2 separate regions of the Sus scrofa genome follow, and region 2 is linked to region 1. The links are chromatin contacts, called in public Hi-C maps. All regions are on one chromosome and are shown on one strand. The core of a region is the stretch at or near the end of the contact, and the rest is flanking DNA. Distances in the headings are between cores, read along the strand shown.

Region 1 (3,627 bases), core at 69-2,568:
CACTTCTCTACCTTGCACTCTGTCTTGGCACTTTCTCCCCCACTTCATCCCCTATACATCTACTGTACATTTTAAATAAATTCCACTAGTATAGAATTAAAGCAAAAGAAACCATACTATCCAATTCGCTTTGGCTGTCAGAGATGTCAGCACTGTATGTAGATATGGACTTGGGGAGGTACCTGAAGACGGAAGAAGAAGGGGAGGAGGAGGAATCAAGCACACAGATCATGGGCTGAGATAACCCTCTTTTAGGTCATAAAAATCGCCCTCTCCTATTTTCCAAGAAGGATATAGTGCAGAAGAAGACACAGAGGGTATTAGTTTGACAGTCTTAGGGATAAATCATCTGGTTGGGCTGAGAAGCTTTTCCAACGTGGTTCACAGAAATTGAAACAACAGAACCTCAGCTCAGATTTCTTGTCAATGCAGACTCAGAGGCTGAAATTTTCTTCTATTTCCCTCTCCTCAGCCTCTCTGATTTGATGATTTCAGTATGAATTCTCAGCACATGAACAAAACTCAATTGATATTGGTTGAATGAACCTATGGAACTCCCAACATGGAACATATTAAGGAAAGATAGAGGCAACCAAAAAAAGACTATATATAAAGGTACATGCAAAAGGCCTCCCCTCCTCAACCCGTTCATATACATACATTACACAGCAGAAAGTGAACCAAAATTTCATATAGTTCGATGAAAAGAACTGAATGATTTACAGAGAATTTCAACCATTTTGTAGAATTTCCAGACCTAATGCTGCCTTCCTACAGCGCTGCTTTTTTTGAAGGCAACGGGTGGAAATTTCCACGCACGTGGGCTCCAAGGCCAGCAGATGGCGATGTTTCTCAGTTTTACACCGAGACGTGGGCCAGAGGCCATTAGAGATGCAGGGTGTGTTTATCAGATGGCTGTTAAATCAGCTCAAAATCTGTAAAGGCAAGGCAGATCAGCCCTTATTTATTTATACTTAGAGTTGATGAATTCAGTAAAATTCCATAATTGGCAAATGAACACTGTGTTTGTGTTGGGGATAAGGCCGGAAACTCTGAATGTGAGATGGTTGGGTAGCTCGGTTTAATCTCTCTCAGTTGCTTTTTAAAATGCAATTCCTCTTGCTCTGCCTTCTGACGGCCTGGATTCAGTCAATGCGGGACCCAAGGGCACCTGACAGCAGCTTGTTCATTTCTTTTCCATTTCTTTAGAAGTGGGCTCCTCCTTCACTATCAGCCACTTTGCCGCCTCCCTCCCCCCAGCCCCAGACCTGGGGCGGAGGTAGAGTCTGCGAGGGGTTGGGTCAGGCAGCCAGAGCAGGGCTGCGCGGGGCGAGGATGTTCAGTAAGCAGCCGTGAGGAGGAGGGAGCCTGCTTGGGCAACCTCCCCGGTGGCAGCCTCAGCAGCACAAGAGGACGGGAGGTGGGCCCACTTTGCCTGACAGGGCGGCTACGCCCTGAGAGCCAGAGTCTGCCTGGAGAGAGAGAGAGAGACAGATCTGTTTTAAGCAGAGTGGGAGAAATTTGGGGGGTAAATTGGTCTTAAAATACTGCTTGTTCTGTGAGCTGTCCCATTAAGGGAAATGGTAATACCTGGGATCCAGGGCATTTGATTTTTAGGTCTGGAGGTGCCACTATTCCACTCTATGGTATTGAGCTTTTTCTGTTTGTTTTTCATCTGTAGTATGAGCCCTTTAAAGAATATCCTCCAACCATATTTAAATTATGTTCTTCTGAAGTACAACCCTGGCTGTACAGGGGAATTTTTGATGCCAGGCCTCCACTCTCACTCAATTAAATCAGAATTTCTGGGGATGGGACCTAAGCATGCATATTTTCGTAAAGCCGTCTGAGTGATTCTAGTGTACAGCCTGGTTTGAGCACTGTCCCTCTAGCAGTGTTCTCAAAGGAAGGTCCCAGGACCAGCAGCATTATCTTCATCTGAGAACTTACTAGAAATGGAAATTATCAGAATCAGAAACCTCTTTGGTGGGCCCAGCAATTTGTGTTTTAACAAGCCCTCCAAGCAATTGTGATACGCACTGAAGTTTGAAACCCACTGTTATATTTGGGAGAATGATTTTTCCCCACATTTTTTTGCAGTTAGGTGGAGCTGGTGACGACTCCTTCTAGCAGTGGGCTGTGGACACAGATGTTCTATATCATTTCCTGGCCTAAGTTTTTAAATACTGGCACTAGACCTTTCATTTTCTTTTTACTCTTTTAAGTTTAATTTTTATCCTGTATTGGAGTATAGTTGATTTACAATGTTGTGTTAGTTTCAGGTGTACAGCAAAGTGATTCAGTTATACGTGTACATATATCCACTTGACCTTTCATTTTCTTAACCTAAGCTATGTGATTCTAACAGCCAGGAATGTGTCACATTGACCCTTCTGTTAGCTTGAACCCTCACTTGCTAGATATTCATCTTGTGAATGAGAAAAAGGCAACAAAAATTTTTGATGCATTAAATGATTGAAGTTTTGTAACTGTTTACTGCCATATACTCTTTCCTTCTTAGTTAATACAGTAATTCATGTGTAGTTCCAACTATTTGGTTGGTTTGGTGCTGATAGGAAGAGAAGCTAAAGACATGGACTATGCAATAGCTATATTTAATGGAATCATAGGACTGTGGGAAAGGTGTGCAACTTGGGGCGGGTGGGGGGGGAATGCACTGAGACCTCGTGTCTGGAGAGAGAGTTGGGGCAGATCATGAGAAAGAATAGGAATGTAAGCAGGACCCCCACCCCTGGAGTTTTCAAACTTAAACTATCCATTTCACATTTCTGTGAAAAGGACATATTTAGGTCAAGAATTTTAGAAATGTTTTGATATCTGGGTCTCATTCACACATTCTAAGAAAAAGAAGGCAATTGAAAAAAAAAATTCAGCCTCACATTCTGAGGTATCCAAATATCAATCTTTGGTATTACCACGTTGAAACACTGGGGTCTGGATTTACAACCTTTAAAATTCTTAAAACTCTGGATAATCATGGTAATACTAGGTAATGTTTTTCTTCTGTTGTAAGAGCCCAAATCTTGAAATGCATTCTCCTTATCTTAGACCCTTTCCAAGCAGACTATTTTGCCTCTCATTGACAGAAACTGCACAAATTAGTGTTCTTTCATGAGGCAAGTGTCTTTGGCATTCATCTCTGTATTAGTCTGCTTGGGCTCTTATAACAAAATACTAAAGACTGGGTGACTTAAATAATAGAATCTATTTTCTCACAGTTTTGGAAGCCTGAAATCCTAGGGTAAGATGACAGCAGTGTTGGTTTCTCCTGTGGCCTCTCTCCTCGGTGTGCAGAAACTTCGCTTTTCTCTGTGTGTACACTTCTGGTTTTCTTACTTTTCCTCTTATAAGTCTACCAGTCCTATGGAATTAAGGCCCTACACCTACAACCTCATTTAGCCTTAATTGTTAGTTCTCTCTTTGTATTCCAGTGGGGATTGGTTCCACGAATCCCATGGATACCAAAACCCGAGAATGCTGAAATTCCTTATGTAAAATGGTGCAGTACAGTTGGCCCTTTGAATCTGGTTGTTCAGCATGTGTGGATACAGAGGGCCAACTCTGTTTACTTAAAAACCCTCTCTTCAAACATAGTTACACTGGGAG
Region 2 (3,448 bases), core at 261-2,760, 1.1 Mb after region 1:
AAGAAATTAGGAATATATATCACAATATATAAACTTAATCACTCAAATGGAAAACTGTGAAAGAAACACATTTCTGAATATAATACCACAAAATGTATCTATTTAATATTCCTGTCAAATGACAAAATATTCAATATAATATAGAAAGCCTCACCTGCTCCCTACATTTTCTTTACTGATAAGGTCCTAAGCTTTGAGAGCAAAGATCTCAGTTATTTTACTGAGTTTAATAACAAACTTTATAAATTCCCTGATATATCTGAATACATGTAAGGTAAAACTCTGATCTCTTGCCTTTGGAATATAATGGAACCTAAAAAATACTACTTTTATACTTGAAGAAGTACATCTGATTTTATTTACTGAAAGAGAGAGGGAGAGCAATCATGCCAAAAATCTGGTACAAGAAAGGGAAATTGAATAGGAAAATATAAATTCTAATTATAATTTTCAGTAGCTTTTAGCTAACTGACCTTCAATATTTCCCTTATCTCTCTGGTTTCTGGTTACTTCACCTGTGAAATGGAATGGACTCAACTAGCTCATTTCAAATATCCCTTTAACCCTAGCATCATAGGATTCTGCGTCTTTCACTAGCAACATATTTCAAGGATACAAGAAAAACATAGCAGAGGGGGAAAAAATACTTTACGGTACACTCTGCAGTAAAATATACATTATAAACGTCCAACATTCAAGTTATTTTATACCGAGATCAAACCCTTATATAATCACAGAAACATTTGGCTTCCCCAATAAGTTAGATATACATTTACATACAAATAAAAATCACCTACAGAATTAATGAAACCAGCAAGCAAACAGACCCCCTTTTTTTTTCTACTAAGTGTGTGCTGCAATTTATAGGGCTACTTGAATGATTAGGGACTTCTTAGATGTAAACCGCCCCAGTAGAATGCATTTTTAAGGGAAAAGGTATCAAGGAAGGGAGAAACCAAAGACAAGCTAGATTGTTGTTTACAGTTCTCATTTTCCTTTCAGAATAACTACCTCGGAAATCTATATTCAACACCCCGCAGAAACACACACGCATACACATACACAGACACACAGCCCACCTCGCCATGGATCAGTCAGGGAACAACCTCAGTTGTAAGTTGAAAAACTTGCTTACCAAATTCTTCCCGGCTGTTAGTGATCGGAGCCATTTTTTTTTGCTGCGTGTTCTGTCCGAGGTGCTGAACGGAAACTCCCTAGCTTGGTTCACTTGCCTGGATCTGAAGCGCTGGCTTTTCCTAGTGCTGAAAACAACAGCGCAGAGCTCCAGGGACCTAAGACTGGAATGGGGAGGAGACAAAGAGGGAGGTCCACTCGCCTACGCACAGTGATTTGCTACCAATGTTCCTGTTTTGGCTCTTCAGAGAAGCTGTCTCCGAGACTCTAGACGTGGCTGAAACCCGAATTGACGCAATTCTGACGCTATAGGGTTGAAATCAGCACATGTCTCCCTTTCCTCCTCCCTCCAAACCTCTCCTCTCCCTTTCCTTCTTTCTTCCTCTCTTCCCCCCCCCCCCCGCCCTGAGAATTCAACACACATTCATCAATTATTTTAACTGTTGGACTACTGGAGATTAGTTTGATGTTCTGTTGGGGCTCAGAGGCACAAGAGATGAGTCCCAAAACTCATCGCTCTTATTTTCTAATATAAAATCTTCTAATCATCTAGATTAGTAAAAATGAGCCTGTGTTATCAGGATAATGCAATTTACAGAGACAATTTAAGGGAAGAATAAGAAGAGGAAAAATTCTGCATCAAGATCCATTGTAAAATGCAAAACTATGTTTTCTTTATAAATTTTTATTTGATATAGTATAGCTATGTTTAAAAAATTCACTGCACATTGATCCATTTTAAATAAAATAAGTTCACTATAATTATAATTTACTTTCTAATAAATTATGAGTCTAAACATGCTGACGCTGTTTTTCCATCTATTTGTTAGCTCTCTTCCTTTAATATCTGACATTTGACCAGTCAAATTACTTAGAAACAGATGGGAATAATCCCTTCTGTATTTAGACTCAATCTCAGCTATGATTTTGCATCAAATGAGACTGCTTTTGGAATGACATTTCTTGTTAAAGGTCCATACTTCCAATAGGTTTTTACAAAATAGTTACAAGAATCATACAAAAATCTAAAAATGCATTCATAATTATTGGTTATTTTCAAAGAAAAATTATTTTTTATGATATTCCTGGGACTGGGGAATTGGGAAATTATGGTTTCAGATTCTGATTAATTTTAATCTGAGTGGGCCTTTTTAAAAGAATAAATTTAAAAAAATGTTTAGCAGTTTAACAAAGAGAATTCACGCTATAACTGCAACTTTCAATTATTGCTCCACAAAGAATCCCTTTGCTCTGGAGCTCAGTGAGCAAGTGGCATTCAGTATGTGCTGGGATTGGGGAGGAGTGAGTACTGGGTGAGTCTCAGAAAGCTCTTGTACAAGTGGCAGGTTTCTGCACATTGGCAAGCAGCTGTTCTGAGCATCAGGACTGTCTAGGGAGAAATTGGCTTCAGTCTTTTGCATCATGGAAAATTTTATAAACCTAAGACCCTTTTCTTTCCCTTTCTACTCACTCCCATCTACTTTGCATTTTAGCATTCTTCTAATAGATTTTTTAACCCCATATATTCCTGCTATGAAATCATACAAAGTTACTGTATTTAATGTTTCCATTGGCAAAATCTGTATTTGTGTCCTTATCCTTCCATTTCATTCAGATTACTTACTTCTTTAATTATACAGGCACTTGGTGGCCTTGTCCCTAGGAATATATTTCCATTAGATAGATGGAAGAGACAGTGGCATTTATTTGTGATACACATCACAAATAAACAAAATATATCATGTGAGGTTTTCTAAAATACATTTTTGGAGTTCCCATTGAGATTCAGTGGTTAATGAACCCAACTAGTATCCATTAGGATGTGGGTTCAAACCCTGGCCTTGCCTGGTGGGTTAAGGATCTGGTGTTGTGGTGTAGGTCGCAGATGAGTCTTGGATCCTGTGTGGCTGTGGCATAGGCCAGTGGCTACAGATCTGATTTGACCCCTAGCCTGGGAACCTCCATATTCCACAGGTACAGCCCTAAAAATACCAAAAAAAACACCATTTTCTAGCTAAGTTATAGCTAACATATGATTACATTCACTTGTCATTAACATAATAACTTATGTATGTATTCTACATAAATTAATATCTGGTTAGTTTTACCTGTAGGTGGTAAAACACTGTCATCCAAAACTAATCTAGATTATTTAAACTTTGTTTCTACCGAACTCCACCCTACCCTGGGCTGTCTCATTTCTAATGACATATCGTAATAAAACATGGTAATCTCACCCAGAGCTAATGATATTGTGGATGTAGTAACTCTTTCATTGTTTGCTTTAAAAGCAAACTGAAAACAAAAGTTATTA

The links. Hi-C and Micro-C count contacts between places; a contact is called where the count stands out from the background.
Region 2: a Hi-C map of brain shows a contact between it and region 1, with 9 times the contacts expected there. The contact joins the promoter of SYT4 here to the enhancer-like site in region 1. A contact is called at or near these places in 16 of 47 Hi-C or Micro-C datasets (alveolar macrophages, brain, embryonic fibroblasts and 10 more).

Annotation. Positions count from the first base shown.
Region 1 is chr6:126,259,128-126,262,754 of Sscrofa11.1, forward strand. No RefSeq gene overlaps it. Among named protein-coding and RNA genes, the nearest start is that of PIK3C3, 370 kb to the left of the region's middle. Within about 2 kb of position 1,319, at least 32 of the 83 cell types and tissues checked have an H3K27ac peak or open chromatin away from gene starts, as enhancers often do. A contact at or near this core is called in brain, embryonic fibroblasts, epiblast stem cells and 3 more, where this site is marked.
Region 2 is chr6:127,390,748-127,394,195 of Sscrofa11.1, forward strand. It overlaps SYT4 (synaptotagmin-4), which reads right to left and starts at 1,511. Exons shown (of 4, transcript XM_021096335.1): 1 at 1,136-1,511. The coding sequence starts at 1,169.